Regions from separate parts of the Sus scrofa genome. Here region 1 is linked to region 2. The links are chromatin contacts, called in public HiChIP or PLAC-seq maps. All regions are on one chromosome and are shown on one strand. The core of a region is the stretch at or near the end of the contact, and the rest is flanking DNA. Distances in the headings are between cores, read along the strand shown.

Evidence for each region. HiChIP or PLAC-seq counts read pairs in DNA pulled down with a chosen protein or histone mark.
Region 1: a contact with region 2 is called in an H3K27ac HiChIP or PLAC-seq map of alveolar macrophages. The contact joins the promoter of LOC100511183 here to the promoter of ICAM3 in region 2. A contact is called at or near these places in 1 of 5 promoter capture datasets (liver) and 1 of 2 datasets of contacts at active chromatin or transcription factors (alveolar macrophages).

What each region holds. Positions count from the first base shown.
Region 1 is chr2:69,107,198-69,112,639 of Sscrofa11.1, reverse strand. LOC100511183 (intercellular adhesion molecule 5) reads right to left here and starts at 1,417. Exons shown (of 11, transcript XM_005654856.3): 1 at 968-1,417; 2 at 1-43. The coding sequence starts at 1,049. It overlaps ICAM4 (intercellular adhesion molecule 4), which reads right to left and starts at 4,030. Exons shown (of 3, transcript XM_003123246.5): 1 at 3,358-4,030; 2 at 2,934-3,239; 3 at 2,587-2,797. The coding sequence starts at 3,751. The coding sequence ends at 2,679. It overlaps ICAM1 (intercellular adhesion molecule 1), which reads right to left. Exons shown (of 7, transcript NM_213816.1): 7 at 4,918-5,442.
Region 2 is chr2:69,147,816-69,153,039 of Sscrofa11.1, reverse strand. ICAM3 (intercellular adhesion molecule 3) reads left to right here and starts at 2,819. Exons shown (of 5, transcript NM_001145379.2): 1 at 2,819-3,165; 2 at 4,127-4,393. The coding sequence starts at 3,075.

The DNA.
Region 1 (5,442 bases), core at 168-2,667, 39 kb after region 2:
ACGCGGGGCTGCAGGTCCGCCCAGAAAGGCTCCTGTGCTACCGCTGCCCAGAGAAACGCGAGCTCAGCCTGAGAGCCACCTCCCTGAGATCTAAGTGCCCCTATGCCAAGTCAGGGATTCCCGAGGAATGAGTAGAGGCCACAATCAGGAAAAAAAAACTCAGGATTCCCGAGTCCTGCCCAGGCCTGAGGTTTACAAGCACGCTCCCACCGTCCAAACCTCGAGGGTGCCTCTGGTACACGGCAGCAAAGAGCCCTACTCTCAAAGGTGCTGAAGGAGCGATGAGGAAGCATGGGGGAGGGTAGAGATGAGAGGAAAAACGGGGTCTTCAATGCACACAGCAATGTTGGAAGGAGGGGACCCCGGGTTGGGGAAAGGAAACCAACTTGTTCTCAGGGTTCTCGGCCAGGAGAGGGGGAAACTCTGGTTGAAGCAGGGCCAAAAGAGAGATGAGGGTGAGTCAAGGATAAAGAAGGATTCCAAACCCGGGTGAAGAGTAAAGAAAGAGGACATGGGGCTGGGCTCGTGGAAGGAACCGCGGGAACAGCTAAAGGACTCGGTTGCCAGGGCTCTGAGTGAGCTGAAACAGCGCCTCTGACTCATGGCAGTTGGTGAGATGGGGTCTTCACGGATTATGAGTGGGTAAGATGCCAGTCCGTGGACCATGGTGCATAGCAGAGCGTGAGGAAGTACCCCAGAGGGGACCAGGGAGATATGGGGTCTCCAGAGCTCGAGGTTGGGTGCAGAAGATCGCCCAGGATCTCGAAGGTAGGGACGAGCGAGGAGCCAGGAAGCTGGATCTCTAGCGTGTGTTGAGGGGAAGAGGGATAGAGAAGGCCCGAGGCTCAAGGTGGGGGCAGAAGCGTGGGAGCGAGGCGAGGGCGGAGCGAGAAGAGGCTAGTGGCCGCTTCGCAGGTCGAGGAACTCCGCCCCCGCCCTGTCCACCCTGAGCCGGACCGGCTCTTACCTGAGAGGCCGAGGAGCCCCAGGCCCAGGACAGCCCAGAGGCCGAGCAGCGCCCGGTGCAGCCCTGGCGAGGGCCCTGGCATCGCCGCCGCGGGGGAAGCGCAGGAGGCGAGGGGAGCGCGAGCGCTGAGCTGGGCTAGAGGACGGCGCGGCGCGGCGGGTGGGGTGTGGAGGAGGCTGAGTTGCGCTCGGGGATTGGTTTAACGTTGGTAACTTGGTTTCCAAGGTGGGGGCGGCAGCAGAGGCGGCAGGGGGGCGGGAGGGCGAGCGTGAGCCAGGCTCCCGGCCTTGGTGAAGGCGTGCTAGCAGGAGCGAGCGACCCCCGGGGTCTACGTGAAGGCCAGCCCCATCGCCCGGAGCCTTCTGGGGGCGGCTGCGCGCTCCCGCGTCATTCTCCGCGGCGACGCGGAGGTGGGTGGGATGCAGGTTTGCCCTTCTCAAACCCCCACCCCACCCCTTGCTTAGATGCTATGATAATGAGCTAGACTCCGAGCTCCGCCTCCGTATTTAGCCCCTCCTACTAGCGCTCCTTGGGGCGGGGATTGATTAGGGGGCTAGAAGAGATTTGAGAAGCTCAGGCTGTGAAGGAGACTGTTATAGGGGAGGAGGTGGGGATGCCTCTTTCACAGATCCTTCCCCTTTTGACCCCTGGGAGCTGAGGGTTACAGCCACGCCCTATTCCCTCTCTGACTCCGCCCCCGCACGCGACAGAAGGGGCGGGGATGAAAGTGACAGCGAGTTGGGAACACGTGTGCGTGCGCGCAGCGTTCTCGGGCATCTAAATTAGGGTCGGCTCTGCTCTGGGTCTGTATTTACCCAGCGTGCAGCGGGCACGTGTCTACGCTGCGTGTGTGAGCAGGAGCTGCCAAAGAGCACCTCAATCCGCTTTCTGCGCGGCGGCTGGGGCCCTGGAACCATGAGGGCCTTGCCAGGCATCCAGTACAGGCCCAGATTCTGTGTCCACGCGAGATCAAGAGACTAACAGTTGACCCCCGCATCTGGGCACCCCCATGTACCCACCAGGCCCAGTGACCATCCCGACGTTGCCAGGAAGCGAGTCTGACACACACACACACACACACACACAACACACACCACCATATGGTTGTTCCTTACCACAGTCACCACATGGTATTTGTTCTGTGTATCCATGTTCCCCCAAAAGTACATATGACCCCACCCATCTGTGCTCTCACCCCCAGAGCTAATGGTGAAATAGGGGGATTAGTTCTCATCCCACTCCTACCTCGAGGAAAATGCAGAGTCTAAAGTGGAAGGGGGAAGGAAACTTAACATCCAATGAGAGCTGCTGCTGGTAGCTCTGGAGCCAATCAGGAGAAGCCATACCAGGAACAAGCCTTCCCACAGCCTAAAGCCTCCCAAGGCCCAGGATTTGCCCTTCTGCTCTGCACTGATAATTCCTGTGGAAGGTTTTTACTACACCGGCTGGGAATGCAGAGGGATTGCAGCTCCGGTTTGGGAGATCAGAGTTAGGAAACCTAAGATGCCCTCAAGGAAAAAAGGAACTTGGAGAAAATGATAGAGGCAAGGCCAAAAAACAAGACCACTTGGTTAGAGGAGGTGCGCTAATGGGGGACCTTTATGCCCAAGGGTAGAAGCTGGCTGAGGAAGACTTTATTGATCCAGGCAAGGTTCCACAAATTGTTCCAGATTCCTTTTTCCTCCAGCTCAGCCAGCATGGACCACTGCCTCTACCTCTGAGACTGTATCAGTAGGTACTTATGCATGCAAAGGATGCCCATGACAAGAAGGATTCCCACAAGGGCTGCGATGGAGGTGAAGGCCAAGGCTTTGGACGCAGGGCTCCAAGCTGGGGGTGGAAGGGGAGAATTAGGAACAGAGCACTTGCAGATGTGAGGACCCACATGGACATGCTTTCGCTTGGCCCGCACCTCTTGGGGTCATAACCCTTCTCTACTCCTCCCAGGATTATAAGGGTGCCTCACCGAAAACTGGCAGCGTCATGGGTGCCGAACTACTGAGGACCACCAGGCCGTCGAGATTGAGGCGGGCGTGGCAGGTAACAGGCTGCCCAAAGTCACCGGGCCTGACGCTTAACGCGTATGTCAGCGTCACGTTGGCCAGATGTAGGCTGGTGAAGCGCTTCAGGCTCTCGGAGTAGATGACCTGGCCCCCGCGCCTCAGAGTCACCACAAGGAAGCCCACCGGGAACACGTGCGTCACATGGCAGCGCAGAGTGTACTCGCCGCCTGCTAAGACCGGAGGCTCCAGGATCACGCTGCGTGGCTGTTCTAAAGCAAGAGGGGGCCGCTAGGCAAGGTCTGAGGGCTCCCCCTAGCGCGACTGTCAACTACCCCCGCTCCATCCCCCTCCCCGCACCCCAGCCCGGCCTAAGCCCCTGTCCCTCACTGTAGGCGGTAATCCTGGCGGTCGCCCCCCGAGTTTCTCCGGCGCAGGTGACGAAGCAGTGCACATCGGAGCTCCAGGCCCTCACATCCAGCAGCTGGTAGGATACCCAACGTGGTCCACTGAGCGTCTCCCCCCGCCGCAGCTCGGTGTGGAGGCTGGAACCCTCTGGTTGCGGGCAGCTGCTGCTGCAGTTGAGCCACACTGAGCCCCCCGGCGGCACGGCCTTGAACTCGGGACTGATGAGCACCCAGAAAAGTGCTGAGGTCTCCGAGGGCGCGGGAGAACTGCCTCCGGGGCCGTGCGACCGCGCACTCCGGCGCCTCCGCGCGCTCCCGCCTCGCGGGGAAGAGGGCGACAGCAAAAGCAGAACCAAGAGGAGGAACAGAGACCCCATGGCAAAAAGCCCGGACTGAGGGGCCCCGCGCCAGGGAGCCAAGGCTGGCTCTGGAGATAAGGAGGCCCGAAGCACCGCCTCTTCAGCCCCACCCGGGCACGTGGGAGAAAGACGGAGTTTCCGAGGGGCCCAGGGGCCTTGGCAGTAAAATCGCCTGCTCCCATGGCTTAAGAATAGGATCCTAGGAGTTCCCGTCGTGGTGCAGTGGTTAACGAATCCGACTAGGAACCATGAGGTTGCAGGTTCGATCCCTGCCCTTGCTCAGTGGGTTAACGATCCGGCGTTGCCGTGAGCCGTGGTGTAGGTTGCAGACGCGGCTGGGATCCCGCAGTTGCTGTGGCTCTGGCGTAGGCCGGTGGCTACAGCTCCGATATGACCCCTAGCCTGGGAACCTCCATATGCCGCGAGAGCGGCCCAAGAAATAGCAAAAAGACCAAAAAAAAAAAAAAAAAAAAAAAAGGGATCCTAGACCCCATCCAAAACCAAACGTTGTATTTTTTTTTTTTTTCTGGAGAGAGGTCTTTAATTTTCAGTCCCAAAAGGCCCTAATATACCCCAGATTTGGATTATAGCTTGAGGGTTGGGCCTTGAACCAGCAGCCTATTCTTGGGACAGGAAGTGGGAGGACAGGCTAGAAAGGACTCCAGCTGGAGGAAACACTTCCCATCAATTCACACAAGGCTGGGAGGATGAAATAGCTTTATTAGTACAAGGGAGAGGATTCCAGAGCCCAGCGGGGTTCTCCTAGGCCTCTCCTCCCCACTGCTTGCAGGACCCTCATCCACGCAGGAATCTGGAGCCTTAGAGTGTTCTGTTTTTGCAATGTCCTACTGAGACAGAAACAAGTAGGACAAGAAAGGGGCACGCGGGGGTTGGGCATAGTTTACTGGGACTCCATGGTTTAGCTATCAAGGAGTGAGCACCCATATTTAGGCATGTCACCAGGTGTTATTGTGAGCACTGGCAGAGATGAATATGGATGGAGAGGTGGCTAACAGAGGTCAGTGCCAGTGCTGGGGCATAAGGGCTCAGTGGATCATCTCCGGGCATGGCACCAGCTAAATCATGTCACCATTGCTAGCCCCTTTCTGGGAGAAAGCAGCTTGGACAATAGGGTAGGAAATTCTAGCGCTACTTGATCTTTTTTGCCAGGCACTCTTTTTTTTTTTTTTTTTTGCCATACTCACAGCATATGGAAATTCCTAGGCCAGGGATCGAACCTAAGCCACAGCTGCAACCTGTGACACAACTGTGGCAATGCCAAATCCTTCACCCACTGCACCACACAAGAACTTCCTTCAGGCACTCTTGTGCAGTGCACAGCCACTACAACTGTACCTGGCAACCCTGAATGAGATTAGACTGAGAAGCAAATCCTTGTTTACCACTCCAGCCCATGTAAAAGGAACTCAATAAATAGCTGGTAGAAGAACAAATGAATAAATATGTCATCATCAGGAGCTGGGGATAGTCAGCAGACAGCAGTGCCGGAACCGGGCATCTGTCGGAGAAAGTGTTGAGACTTGTGTTTCAATACTGCACGTGTCTGTGCAGGGCCACTTGTCTCTTAGGACTGCAGGACCTCAGCACATGCAGCGGTGGGTGAGTTTCAATGTTTCCCAGTTGTGTGTTTCCATGTTGGAGGTCAAGGATTCCATCACACACCTTCTGGTCAGGTCAGACTTCGACAC
Region 2 (5,224 bases), core at 1,570-4,069:
CAACATCACTATTGGAGCTCCCTGGTGGCCCAGCCCAGTTAAGGACTTGGCATTGTCACTGCTGTGGCTCAGGTCACTGCTCTGGCTCAGATTTGATCCCTGACCCAGGAACTTCCACATGCAGCAGATGTGCCCAGAAAAAAAAATCACTATCTATTTACAGAACATTTTCATCTCCCCAAAAAAGAAACTGTTCCCATTAAATACTGACTTCCCATTCCCTCCTCCCCCTTGCCCCTGGTATCCATCCTCTATTTTCTTTATTAATTTGCCTATTCTAGGGACCTCATATAAGTAGAAATTTTTCCTTTGGTGTCTGGTTTATTTTGCTTAACATCATGTTTTTAAGTTTCATCTTTGTGGTAGCAGGTGTCAGGATTGCACTCCTTTTAAGGCTGCATAACATTCCATTATATGTACCCACCACATTTGTTTATCCAGTTTTATGTTGTGGGACAGAATTTGGGTTGTTTGCACCTTTCGGCTAATGCTACTATGAACATAGGTGTGCAATTATCTATTTGAATCCTTGCTTTCAGTTCTTTTGGGTATATATTTCTAGGAGTGGAATTGTTGGGTCATATAATTCTGCTTAACTTCTCTCTCTCTCCGTTGCTTTTTTTTTTTTTTTTTTTTTTTTTTGGTTTTTAGGGCCACACCTATGGCATATGGAAGTTCTCTGGCTAGGGGTCAAATTGGAGCTGCAACTGCCAGCCACAGCCACAGCTACAGCAATGCAGAACCTAAGCCACTTCTGTGACCTACACCACAGCTCACAGCAATGCCAGATCTTTTAACCCACTGAGCAAGGCCAGGGATCGAACCCGGGTCCTCCTGGATACTAGCCAGCTTTGTTAACGCTGAGGCGCACTGGGGACTTCTTCTGTTTAACCTCTTGAGGAACCACCAAACTGTTTTCCCCAGTGGTTGCGACACTGCATTCTCCCACCAGCTGAGTATGAGTGTTTCAGTTTCGCTACATCCTTGTCAACACTTGCTGTTTCCTATGTGCTGTTTCCTATGTGTGTTTTCCTATGTTCCTCAGAGGTGTGAAGGGCTATGCTGCTGTGGTGTTGATTTACATTTCCCTAATGACTTGTGATGTTGAGCATTGTTCGTGTGTTTATTTGCCATTTGTATAGCTTTTTTGGAGAAGTGTTGTGTCTTTGCCCAGTTTTGCTTTTTTTTTCTTTGCCCATTTCTGTGTTGGTTTTGTGGTTGTCAAGTTGTAGGCATTCTTTATAAACTAGATATTAGTGCTTTATCAAATATATTATTTACAAAAACTTTTGATTTAGATATTAGTGCTTTATCAAATATATTATTTACAAAAACTTTTGATTTAGTTATTCTCTGAGTACCATGGGGGAAATGGACTTGGCGGAGGCAGGGCAGGCAAGGAGAGATCTGATTGCAAGAGCTTGTTCCAGGTGAGAGGAGAGGAGGTGTGGCCTCAGGGATTCGGAGAGTAGATGAATGCTGAGGAAAAGCACATAGGAAACAGCAAGTGTTGACAAGGATGTAGCGAAACTGAAACACTCATGCTCAGCTGGTGGGAGAATGCAGTGTCGCAGCCACTGGGGAAAACACCATCATAGCCCTCAACAAAGTCCCTCTCTGGAGCTCAGAGCAGAGGCACAGGAGACAGGTCAGTGGTCTGAGAAATGGAGCTGATGGAGGGGATATGCCCACCCGACCCCCACCCCGCAGTCCCTTCTCTTGGATAAAGACCACCTCTCTGGAGGGAAGGGCAAGGGGGGATGGGGATAGGGGGAAGGGGTTACAAATAGCCCCTTGGCAAACGGTGGTTCCAGATTTAGCCATCTCCACACACCCCACCTCGGCACTGCACCCAGGGAATGTGGGGACCTTCCCCCAAGACCCTCAAAGGTAAGGGGCCCTGGGAGTTCCCGTTGTGGTGCAGCAGAAACGAATCTGACTAGGAACCATGAGGTTGTGGGTTCGATCCCTGGCCTTGCTCAGTGGTTCTGGGACCAGCATTGCCATGAGCTATGGTGTAGGTTGCAGATGCGGCAGGGATCCTGCTTTGCTGTGGCTGTGGCATAGGCCAGCAGCTACAGCTCCGATTCAACCCCTAGCCTGGGAACCTCCATATGCCGCGGGTACAGCCCTAAAAAGACAAAAAGACAATAAATAGGAGTTCCCGTCGTGGCGCAGTGGTTAACGAATCCGACTAGGAACCATGAGGTTGCGGGTTCGGTCCCTGCCCTTGCTCAGTGGGTTAACGATCCGGCGTTGCTGTGAGCTGTGGTGTAGGCTGCAGACGCGGCTCGGATCCCGCGTTGCTGTGGCTCTAGCGTAGGCTGGCAGCTACAGCTCCAATTCGACCCCTAGCCTGGGAACCTCCATATGCCGCAGGAGCGGCCCAAAGAAATAGCAAAAAAAAGACAATAAATAAATAAACAAAGGTAAGTGGCCCCCATAGGAATCATTGGGGCAGCCAACACAGAGCCTGGCACAAGTGCCCAATCAGTGTGAGCTCTGTTCATTGTCATGGCTTCACTCATCTTAGGCGGTCTCTCATTATCACCTCCAAATCTCTTCTTTGCCCCCCAGGAAGGTTGAGATCTCATGCTAACTCCTCAAGTCTGCTCATGGTTGCCTCCTTGAAATGTTGCCTTGAAGTCCCACCCTATCTATCACTTCGAGGCAAGTGTCTGAATATCCCCCAGTAACTTCCTGCTTGGGACAGAGCATCTGCCCCACTTCACCAAAGTTCAACAGGAAGATGTTTCACACCCCTCCCCCTAAGGCTTTCCAGTGCTGTTAACAAAGGAAGATGATAGTGTTAGCACTTCCTGTGGGTTCATGTGGGATCAGGGTTTAACTGAGGTCTGCCCTCTCAGAGGCTTGCCAGAGCCTTCCACCCCATTGGGCCCCCCAACTCGGAACCCCGGGGGGGACAGAGTATCCCCTGCCCCTCCCCAGGACTGGACAAGGTGCGGCCCCTGGACTGCAGCCTTCGTAACTGCAGTGACTGTGCTTCCTTCCCCTGGGTGACTCGCTTGCTCCGTGGTAGCCAGCACCTCATTAAGGCAACTTCCTCCTGCAGGATGGCCACCATGGTGCCATCGTGGCTGCCGTCCGGGGCCTACTGGATTTTCCTCATCTCTCTGCTTCTAGTTGCCTGTCTACTACCCCCAGGTGAGGTACAGGGGAGGGCTGGAATTGGGGAATTGGGAGGGGAGGGGAAGGCCCACAGAGCATCTCACACCCTGCTGCCTGGGGCTGTGGTAACTTACGCTTTTTTTTTTTTTTTTTTAAATGAGAGTTGCAACGTTTATTTCAGGTTCTCTCTTTGGGTTTTTTTGTATATTTTTTTTTCTTTTTTGCCACACAGGCAGTATGTGGGAATTCCTGGGCCAGGACAGCAGCACAGCAGCAACCAGAGCCACAGCGGTGAGAACGCAGGAGCCTCAACCTGCTAGGCCATCAGAGAACTCCCAACTTACGCTTCTTTAGCTCTGATCTGCTGGGGGGCTCACCAATGTCCTTGGGAGAGAGTGATGGCTCCTGCACTCAGCCCTCAGGGCTCCCTAAGGCCCAACCCTGCATTTGACTTGTTCCCCGCCACCTCCACAAAACACACACACACACAAATGCACATACATGCATGCGAACACGAAAACACGCATGCAAACACGAAAACACACATGCACACCTGCACCTCTCCCTGCTCCATCTGGAGCCTCCACCTCTGCCTGTGCTCTTCCAGCTGCCAGGATCACCCTTTCACTTGGATAACTCCTTAAACCTTTAAAACTGGCCACATTGTAATGTATACAAGTAAGGATAACCTGACCCCCTTGCTGTACAGTGGGAAAATTAAAAAAAAAAAAAAAACTGGCCACAGTGGTCCTCTCCTCCAGGAGGCCTTCCCTGACTCACTTTCTCCTGGTGACTGGATCAGGGTCTCCTCTGGCCTCTGTCCCAGTTCTCTTGCGTTCCTGGTTCATTGAATGTATTTCTCCACTAAACCGAAACACCTGGAAGGCAGGGACCATCTCAACAAGAGGAGGTGCCGAATGGTGGGGCCTGCTGCAGATGGGATGCGTGGGTTGCGGGGCATTGGAGCCCCCAGCAGAGTTTCCCTTAATTCTTGCAGGTGCTCAGGGGCAGGAGTTCCAGATGAGAGTGGAGCTGCAGCCCCCAGCAGTGCTTCCTGGAGAGTCTGTCTTGGTAAACTGCAGTACAGATTGCCTCCATGCTAAACTCATCTCCGTAGAGACGTACCTACTCTGGGAGCCGGTGGGCAGTGGCCGGGGCTGGGCAGCCTTCCAACTCAACAATGTGACTGGTGACACCCAGTTCTTCTGCTTTGGCCTCTGCGATGACTTCCAGATAGTAAGATCCTCTAACATCACCATCTACCGTGAGTGGCTGTGCCTGGAAGTGGGGCTGGCCTCGGGCAGTAGTGGGGGTAGATGACCAGTAGTGCAGGGGATGGGGGGCAGTGGGGGGGGCACTGAGTTTGCAGGAATGGACTAGGGCTCTGACCCAGAGCTCAGGTCTGGAGGGTGTGTGTGTGTGTGTGTGTGAGAGAGAGAGAGAGAGAGAGAGGTGCATCCCAACCACCTGCCAAGGCAGCAGCTGTGAAATCAATTTATTTGGGTCCCAACAAGCTTTTTTTTTTTTTTTTTTTTTGCCACACCCACAGCATGCAGAATTCCCTGGGCCAGGGATCAAACCCAAGCCACAGGAGTAACCAGTGACAATGCTGGATCTTTAATCCAGTAGGCTATAGGAAACTCCAACTTTTTTTTTAATGGCCACACCCATGGCACATGGAAGTTCCTGGGCCAGGGACTGAATCTGAGCCACATATGTGACCTATACCACAGCTGCAGCAATGCAGGATCCTTTAACCCACTGTGCCAGGCAGAGATTAAACCTGTGCCTTCACAATGACAGGTGCCACTGCAGTTGGATTCTTTTTTTTTTTTTTTTTTTTTTTTTTTTTTTTGTCTTTTTAGGGCCACACCCGAGGCATATGAGGTTCCTAGGCTAGGGTGTAATCGGAGCTACAGCAGCTGCCCTGTACCACAGCCACAGCAATGCCAGATCTGAGCTGTATCTACAACCTACACCACTCACAGCAACGCCAGATCCCTAACCCCCTGAGCGAGGCCAGGGATTGAAACCACAACCTCATGGTTCCTAGTCAGATTCATTTTGGCTGCACCAGGAGAGGAATTCCTGCAGT